Linked DNA regions of Mus musculus: region 2 is linked to region 1. A link is a contact called in public HiChIP or PLAC-seq data. All regions are on one chromosome and are shown on one strand. Each heading gives the region's core, a stretch centred on a gene start, on an enhancer-like site or on the middle of the called end of the contact. The rest is flanking DNA. Distances are from core to core; before and after follow the strand shown. Region 1 overlaps Ass1 (argininosuccinate synthetase 1). Region 2 holds the start of Abl1 (c-abl oncogene 1, non-receptor tyrosine kinase).

Region 1 (4,461 bases), core at 129-2,628:
GCTGGCTTTAGGAACACTGAAGACTCTGCTCATTAAGCTTAGCTCGCCCTGACTTAGCCGTCTGGGGTCTCCAGTTACCTGGACTCAAAGTTGCTGCCCCTCTGGTTCCTCTCTCTTGTCCTAGAGGAAGAAACTGGACACAGTCATGCCCGGTGATCAGACTAGAACCCAGCTGAGAGAGAGTGTGGAGGTACAAGGAAAAGATGCTCACAAGCAATCTTCCTGAGGGAGAGATGGGGTCTGACAGGAGAGAGAGGAGGTATAAGGCAGTCCAGACCTGGGCGGACCATCCACAAAGTGGACACCAGGCCAGGGCGCCAGCAAGAGGGTCTCTGAGACTCTCAGACGCTCCCCAATGTACCTCAGAATTGAAAGACAGAGTGATGGGGGGAGGGAGGAGGCTGCTATGATCTTGTGGAACTTCACCTTTCTGGGGCTGAGGTGTGCATGCCTGTAAAACAGGCTGTGACAAGGCTGTTTGCAGGTACCCAGCATAACTTGAAGCTACTGTGAGGGTGTGGTACCAGGACAGGCCTTTCTACCCACAGCCTCTCCCAAGGGGCTGTCCACCTGCCAGGGCCATCTTTGTGCCTCTTTGGCTGTGTCACTTTACAAGTCACATTACCTAGGAACTAAGGAGACCTTGGTGGGACCCTAGACACAGTAGAAGTCTTGGGTCCCCTCTCGAACCCTCTGTTGGGAGCAAGGAGTCTCCCTGGGGCTTTACTCTGAGCAGATGGTAGGATGGGCCAGGCCACACTGCAGACTTCTCCCACGAGACCCTCAAACCTCTGGGAGCTGGGAGGGCAGAGGGTGGGAGGTAAGCTGGAGGTGGCAGAGGGTCCCGGGCACAAGCCTCCAACAGCCTGTCCTGGAGGCGCAGGGTAGCCCCAGGCAGAGTTGAAGAAGAGCCAGCTCTCTGAAAAGAGGGAGGGAGGCCCCCTCCCCAGCCTACTCCTCATTCACTCGCTAGTTAATTTATTTGAAGTTTTAATCTAATTATTAACTATTTTAAAAGCTAAGAGGCTTTCTCCGGCGGCAGCACCAACAATGTCAACCTCTCCTCCCAGGCAGGCCCCATCCAAGGCCCCAGCGTTGGGTGATAGATAATAGGACCAGGGAAGGAGAGAAAGAGAGAGGCGAGGGGTAGGGGGTGGAGAGGGGGCTTAAGGTTCATTATTGGGCAGACTTACATTTAATAGCAATTTACAACCAAGTTATAAAACCCCTGGAAATGGGGGTTAAGAATGGTGAGGCTGTCATCGCCCTGAGCGGAGCCCCTCCAAACGGAGCCCGGCTAATAAAGACTCCAAAGCCGCTATTGAGCCCTGATTGGCACCCGATGGCTCGCTACATGGTAATGAGCCAGGCAGATGGGTGGGGGATTAGCCGCCAACTTTGAACAGCTTTTCTTTGTCACTGTTACGGCTCTCTTGTTAGCCCTCTAATACATTTATTACCCATTTCACACCGCTCGAGAAAGTGCCCCTTGCTATTCAAAGTCAACCCCAAACCCACCCACTGCCCCCTCCCCACCACCCCCCTCAACACGGCCCTTCTCTGGCTGAGCTTCGGCTGTCTCCCTCCTGCCACCCCAGACAACACATCCCAGAATTCAAGGCTATCTGCTGGAGCTTGGGTACCCTAAGCTCACCACCCATCAGGTGGCTTTCTGAAGGTCTGGGATACAAGGTTGGGGCAGAGAGGCCCACATCCACCTGTCAAGCATGGCAGAGAGCTACTTAGGGGTGTGTGTGTGTGTGTGTGTGTGTGTGTGTGTGTGTGTGTGTGTGCGCGCGCGCGCGCACACATGCTCGCGCTTGCACACACGCCTGTGCGTACTCATAGGGTCTGGCTGCACCTCGGCCAGGCGGCCCCTGGGTAGCTGGTGGGGACAGAAGGTGCTCACTGGTAAGACAATGGCGAAGCGTGAAATTCAATTAGTTCAGGGCCTGGTTCCAATTTCACAGCCCCTAAATGCTAAAGGGGCAGAGAGAATGGGAGGGAGGGGGCGAGCGTTTTTATTGCATTTTCCTCTTTCATTCTGGGGGGCTTTCTTGCCCCTTCTCTCCCCCCAGCACAGGGCTTTGAAGGAGTCATTCGGACTCCATGTCTGTCACATCCATTTAAGGCGATGTGGGTGGAGGGAGAGGGTGGGGTGGTGGGCACAGGCTGCTCTGCTGAGCCCCAGACTGAAGGCCCACTCTCCTCCCTCTCTGCCCCAGGGGTCCCTGTGAAGGTGACCAACATCAAAGATGGCACAACCCGCACCACATCCCTGGAACTCTTCATGTACCTGAACGAAGTTGCGTGAGTGTCCACAGTCTGCCTGCGACCCCCAGGACCGCCATCTCAAGCAAGCACAGGCCTGGGCCTGTGTGACTAATGGTCACAGCTAAAGTTCATGACCTGGAGGTCTGGCAGTTGGCCTTGTAGACATAGAGTGCCCTGAGCCGAGGGTATTGGTTTGGCATTGGTATTGGTTTAAATCCACAAACCATGAACACAAAAGTTCCAAGGCTACCACCACCTTCTATGGTGGGACCAGCTGGGGCTGCAGGCCTTTGGCTGAGCCAGGCATTAGGACAAAGAAAGATAAATCCTCAGTGAGGGTTAGGGTCAAGCAAGTCCCAGTATAGATGTAGCGGGCGGAGCACCCAGGGTGACCCAGACAATCCGTTCTCTTTCAGGGCCTTAGGTTACCCACTTCTCTCCACTTGGGCCTGTTTTCCTGGCTCAGGTGAGCTGAGACATAGAGCCTGAGAGTCAGTATGCCCATAGTTAGGTCTTCAGCCAAGCCAAGGGCACCTGCTCAGTGGGTGGCCTCTGTCCTCAAGCTTTGTGCCAGCACCTGAGTCCAAGTGACGTGTTTCTTTTCAGGGGCAAGCACGGAGTGGGTCGCATTGACATCGTGGAGAACCGCTTCATTGGAATGAAGTCCCGAGGTAAGTGGATTCGACACCCAGGGCTGGTTTCGGCACTTTCCAGAGCTCCTGTACCACCTGGGTGTCACCTTTCACCCCAGGCCACCTTGGCTGCCCCTTGCTTTCTCTTACACCCCGATGAAGTGAGGACTGGAGATGAAGTGTGAACAGTGGCCTTTGCACTGACTTCTTGGGGTGCTTCGAGAGGAGCCGCCTCTAGTGTTGGGAGGGGTCTGGGAGAGAGGTCGGCCTGGAGGTCAGGCTGTCTTGTGTCACGGGCGGGCCAGTCAGGTTAAGAGGCGGACCATGCAGGGCCAATTTCGTGGTCATTAAGGCACTTCTAGCACCAGGCACGCAGTAGAGTGGGACTCTTGCCAGGGAGGGCGCTGTGAGCTATACACAAGAAACCTGAACAGGACGGGCCAATTCAGGCATGACTCCAAAGCCTTGCTAGAGACAGATAGTCCCTTTCTATGGCATGCCTGCCACTTGGCTGGTCTAGGCTGCCATTATGGGACCACGGGGCCATCAGATCCCCTTCCTGTCTTGGAGATGAGAGAGAGTAAGAGAGAGTTGATTCCCAGGCAGGTGCCTGTCTCTGTTTTTACACGACTCCCACTCAGTCCTGGGTCATTTGCTGTCTATATTCTCTTCCTCTTCACTTTCCCTATCCATTGAGCATTTCCATCCCAGGTCCCTGCCAGTCCGTCCGTGTCCCCCCCCCCCCCCCGTGTGTGTGTGTGTGTGTGTGTGTGTGTGTGTGTGTGTATGTTATTAACAATAGAGTGTTTTTAGGGCATTCCCATCATTTGGGCAGTTAGGGCCCCCTGAACTGGGGCACCTGAATGTTTAAATACCAGTGACACAGGTAGGGGCTTCAAATCACTTTGCTTCATGGTTGATTTGGGACAGTAACAGCTAAATAAAACCAGGCCAAGGTTCAGTCCCAGTCTAGTTCCTTGGGGAGATTTTTAAATTGAGACCCTACGTCCCAAGAGAGCTGACACGCTGCCACAGCAGCAGCTGTCAGCTGTGAGAGAAGATGCAGATCCCAGACCCTGGCCCTGGGGTCTCGAACTGTTTGTCGTGGGCCTCAGTTTCCCCTACTGCATCCTGGGTCTTGCCTCCGATAGTTGGGGGTTGGGTGGAGCTGGAGTCGCCTAGCCCCAGGGTTCTCCTCGCCCCACACTGATCATCCTCCGTGAGAATCTGCACAACTGCAGCTCTCTTGAGAAGGCCTTGTAAAGAACAATATGCTAATGAGTGTCTCCTTTCATTCCCAGCCTACCTTTGTCTCTTACCTATTTAACATCTGATTAAATGTCCCTTTGTCTCCACCTGCCCTTGGGAGCCACACAAAGAAATTCCTCCAAGGCAGCTGAGGGGCCTTGGGAGAAAGTAGCACCTTTGGGAGAAAGTAGCACAGTTGGGGAAACTAAGGCCCTGAAGGGGTGAGGGCTCCCTGCAAGTTACAGGCAGGACTCAGATTGACGGTCATGCGCCCAGTGGACATGGGGAGAAGCCCTTGGAGCCTGGA
Region 2 (4,862 bases), core at 1,295-3,794, 260 kb after region 1:
CCTCTTATCTACTTCTCTTCTGCTTCTCCTGTTACCTTTTTTGTTTTGTTGTGCTTTGAGGTGGCGTCTCATTGTATAGCCCTGGCTGGCCTAGAGTTTTGTCTGTACTCTAGACTGGCTTTGAATTTGCAGCAGTGCTCTGCCTCTGCCTCTGCCTCTGTCTCCCAAGTGCTGGAATTACAAGCATGCACCCAGTGCCTGGCCCATCAGTGGCTTTTCTCCTCTAGGCTGCTTTAGAGGGCAGTCCTTCTGAGGCTGTTTGCTTGTACACAGCACTCTTCTCATCCTGCAAGAGTTCAAAAGCTATTGCTGGAAAGAACAGTTGAGTCTTTTGTGTTTGTGTGCATCTTGGCAATGGCTCCCATGATTGCTGCTGCTTGAGTGTGGTGCCTGTTGATGAATAGTTTTATGTCTAAATTGTAAAGAATCTGGACAATTTATAAGCATTACTCACTTTGAGAGGATTTTAGAGGATAAGGTCATTGCCATAAAAGCAGACCATTAGTCGTTGTCATTAGCTTTTAAAAACAAGCTTACATCCTATCGTGAAGTCCAGCACATGTGAATAAATGTCTGACTTGTATTAAAGAGTATTCAAGGATGTGGTTAGAATTTCAAAATGCCTTTTAATGTGTAGTTCTTGGCATTAAGCTGTCAATCTGTATGTAACCCTGTGATCTGATATGCTGTATGATTGACTTCATTATAATCTGACCCTTGAACTTTGTGAATGGCAGCAGAGCAGGCAGCACCGCAGCATTTGTGTACTGGTGGCACCCCTCAGTGTTACAGTTGGCATCATTTGTGTACTGGTGGCACCCCCTCAGTGTTACAGTCGGCATCATTTGTGTACTGGTGGCACCCCTCAGTGTTACGGTCGGCAGCATTTGTGTACTGGTGGCACCCCTCAGTGTTACGGTCGGCAGCATTTGTGTACTGGTGGCACCCTCTCAGTGTTACGGTCGGCATCATTTGTGTACTGGTGGCACCCCTCAGTGTTACGGTCGGCATCATTTGTGTACTGGTGGCACCCCTCAGTGTTACGGTCGGCAGCATTTGTGTACTGGTGGCACCCCTCAGTGTTACGGTCGGCATCATTTGTGTACTGGTGGCACCCCCTCAGTGTTACGGTCGGCATCATGGAATCATGGAGAGGTTGGCAGGATCAAGACAGCGCTAGTCAGCATGTGGGCTCTCACAGAAAATGGTCTCCCAGGATCAGGAAAGTATCCAGTTGGTACCCTTGCCTCCTGGGCACTCTGGTCCTTTTCTCCAGGAGATTGAATGGCGTGAGTTCTGAAAGTCCCCTGGGTACTTGTGAGGCCTGTTCTGGCAGCAAAGTAGGTCCACTTGGCTTCAGACACATTTTTGGCACAGACACATTTTTGGGTTGATTAGCACGAAAAGTGTGTGACATCCTGGCTGAGAGGCCTGTCACAGGCACAGTCATGGCACTGTTTTTTTTTTTTTTTTCTTTTGCTTTTCGAGACAGGGTTTCTCTGTATAGCCCTGGCTGTCCTGGAACTCACTCTGTAGACCAGGCTGGCCTCGAACTCAGAGATCCACCTGCCTCTGCCTTCTGAGTGCTGGGATTAAAGGCGTGGGCCACCACGCCCGGCAGGTGATAACTTTTGTCATGGATCTAGCTATCCGGTACAGTCTGCTTAGAAGCCAAGAGACCAAACTTTGGAACCAGGCAGACCCTGACTGAGTTGAGTCTTCTGGTTTCCACCATGTGACCTTCTGGAGTGTCTGTTCTCACATGAAGAATCTGGGTCATGATATAACTTTCCTCACAGGATTAGGTGCACGCACCCTCTGGGTACCAAGGCACATGGAGCACTTCTCAGAGAACCATCCTGGGACAGTCAGCTCTTCAAGTGCAAGGATGGGGACCAGACTTTTAGTTATGTGACATTATTTCATAAGTTTATTTTTCCCTTGTCATTGGAACTTGGGTGAGTTTTTATTAGATTTGTTGTAGTTGGGGTCCTTGTTTCCCACCAACTTAGTGCCAGTAGTCCACTGCTGTGACCATTGCTTAGTTAAAATCTTGTTGGTAACCTCGAGCTAGCGTTTAGGAAAACAAAAACTCACCGTGAAATGGATTCAAACATTACCTGTGGCACCAAAAACAGGGGAAATTCTTGTAAAAATGAGGTCAGGAAGGACCGCCATTCCAGCCCACAATGAACACGCACCATAGAGACATTTCCCTAAGCTTAAACTCACAACTCCAGGTCTAAATGGGTGGTTGGACCCGCGTCCGGTATTCGGTATTCCTGTGGGTTCCAGCCCTGACTGTTCACATTCCTCAGATACCCACTTTAGGTTTAATCACAGTCGCTCCCCGAGACCAGTCCTGGTAACTTGAGAGGAATTTGCATTTCCACCGACCTTCCCGGACACGCGGCAGGGGCAGGGGCTACGCCAGCGCAGCTACGCAGCTGGGGAGGGCGTGGAGCCTTCCCTTGGCCTGGAAGGGGTTAAGGGACGGCTGGGGCGGGGCGCTGGGCCCTTTGTTACCGGCCTAGGCGGGAGGCGGGAGGCGGGACGCGGGCCTGGGCGCGGGCCTGCTGGGAGCGCGGCCTGGCGGGGCTGGGGGCCCGGGGTGGTGGGGCCTTCGCCGTGGCCACGGGACCATGTTGGAGATCTGTTTGAAGTTGGTGGGCTGCAAATCCAAGAAGGGGCTCTCTTCGTCCTCCAGCTGCTACCTGGAAGGTAAATCCTGGCCTGGGCGCGGGGCCCACCAGGACTGTCCTGCCCGCCCGTGCCCTGTGTGTTCTAGGTCCCCAGTCTTCTCCCTCTGAGGCCTCTGCGGGTGCTGGTGGCTCATTCGGACTTCCAGAAAGAGAGAGAGAGCCGCGGCTTTGGCGCTGGCGGGGCCCAAGCGCATAGTGTGGCTCCTGCCCAGAAAGTTTGAAAAAGTCAGTGCCACAGGCCTTAAGGTCCTTGTGAGCCCACGTTGTGGTGTTTCCACTGCCAACTGGGAATTGTATGTCACAAAGGTGGACCTACACCAAGTGCCGCGTACAAAGGGATCCCGCTCTACCATTTATGGGTACAGAATTTCATGTGAACTTTCCACCCCCACCCCCACCTTTCTGCAGACCATGAAGAGGTCTTGGGGATTGTCTCTTTTTAGAAGAGAAAGAATGGTTTTGCTTGTATTTCCAGGAGTTTTGAGAGCTTCCAGTTTGATGCTTGGTGAGGGAGCCCCTCATGTTTTGTTCTTTGCATAAACTTAGAGCCAGGAGCCTGTTGCTTTTGCCTGCTTTACCCTGCTCCTCCAATTCCATGCCTCCTTCCTGTTGTCTTTAGTGTTTGGGTCTAAAAGGATGGCAAGGGAAAAGGGTGAGTGGTGAGTGCTGGGGACTCGGCTGTGGCCAGGCCTGTTAGAGTATAGCTGACCTTTGTGGGGACTGCTGCCTTCTTCAGAAGGGCAGAAGCACTCACAGATGTGTGGTGCCCTGGCTTTTCTGGCTGTTTCATGTAAGAGTTAAGATAGGAGTAAAAATGTAAAGTTTTCTTCAGAGCAATTTGGATTTCTACTGTTTTGAATTGTAAAGAATTGAAGGCTTTTCAATATCTAACCTGCTTCCCCGACCCCCCTTCCAAGTCTTTGACTCAAAGACCTACAGGGCCCCACATGACCCAGCTCAGACTTAGGTGCCCAGCTCGGGTAGAGGATGTTCTCCCTTTGCTAGAAGGGAGTATAAGGGACTTCGCTATAAGTCACAGTAAGATTTCAGCCCCTCCGGGGATTTCAGGGCCTGGATTCCTGAGAGGAGCTTGGTGTGGATGGCATGAGCTCAGGGCCTACCACTTAGAGGGAGGGAGATGGTTTATTTGTCCCCAGAGTTGGCATCTGAGCGGCCAGAATCATCCTCAGTTAATGCGTTGCTTATTTTTTCCAAGTTGCTCCACACTCTCCGCACATTTCTCCTCCCCATCTGTATCCAGTTAGTGAGAGGCACTATCTCCATTTTGAGCCGCTGGAGGCGGAGATGAATGGACTTTTGTAACTGCAGAGTTGGGGCATGTCACAGCTTTGCTAAGGTATCAGCTTGTTCCTGGGGTAATGTGGGATTTAGTGCAGAGCTGTTGGTTTAATTCTTGTTTTAGAAGGGGGAAAAAATCCATTCTTATTCCAGCATAATCCTTAAGGTGAATTCTAGCATTGCCAAGTTCCAAAGGAGTGCTGTCCTCACTTGGGTTTTGTAGGCCTTCTCCAGGAAGGTGTCTCTCTAGGAGCTCTTTCTGTTCACTGAGTTCAAAAAGGTAGACGGAATTCTTGTTGTGTAGCTGACGGAATCAAGCTAGCCTCGGTGTAATTATGTCTTGAAGACGGAAGTGCTGTCTGTCTCTGGGGAAGAGAGCTGTTGCCAGAATCTGGGGAAGTAATCTGGGCCTTCATTTCTTGCTTACATCCTAAATCAATCAATCAGTTCATGACACCCACCCAGAGGCCTGGGCCTCACAGGCCAGGAAGAGAATTGAGTATGGTGAATTTTCCATTATTACCAAATGCATGCTCCCTGCTGCTGTGCAGAGAAGGCCTGGTCAGCACAGACAGCAGCAGCAGTTAGATGGCCTTAGTGGGCCAAGCATTGTCTGCATTCCACATGCCCTCACTTTCTGACTTCTTATGGTGGCCCTGATTATCTCATCTTGTAGATAAGAAACTGAGGCACCAAAAAAGGTTAGGTGACATCTCTGAGATGACAGAATCAGCAGGTGGTAGTCCCAGGATTTGAACTTGTGCTATCTGGCTCCAGGGAATTGCACAGAGAGAGAGAAAGGGGGAGAGGGGGTGGAGAGAGAGAGAGAGAGGGAGGGAGGGAGAGAGAGAGAGAGAGAGA

Evidence for each region. HiChIP or PLAC-seq counts read pairs in DNA pulled down with a chosen protein or histone mark.
Region 2: a contact with region 1 is called in an H3K4me3 HiChIP or PLAC-seq map of embryonic basal ganglia, with 2.4 times the contacts expected there. The contact joins the promoter of Abl1 here to the enhancer-like site in region 1. A contact is called at or near these places in 9 of 115 datasets of contacts at active chromatin or transcription factors (bone marrow-derived macrophages, cardiomyocytes, embryonic basal ganglia and 4 more) and 1 of 9 other capture datasets (embryonic stem cells).

The regions. Positions count from the first base shown.
Region 1 is chr2:31,498,608-31,503,068 of GRCm38.p6, forward strand. Ass1 (argininosuccinate synthetase 1) reads left to right here. Exons shown (of 16, transcript NM_007494.3): 11 at 2,226-2,310; 12 at 2,881-2,945. Among named protein-coding and RNA genes, the nearest start is that of Ass1, 31 kb to the left of the region's middle. Within about 2 kb of position 1,379, at least 15 of the 459 cell types and tissues checked have an H3K27ac peak or open chromatin away from gene starts, as enhancers often do. A contact at or near this core is called in embryonic basal ganglia, where this site is marked.
Region 2 is chr2:31,757,395-31,762,256 of GRCm38.p6, forward strand. It overlaps Abl1 (c-abl oncogene 1, non-receptor tyrosine kinase), which reads left to right and starts at 2,545. Exons shown (of 11, transcript NM_009594.4): 1 at 2,545-2,721. The coding sequence starts at 2,643.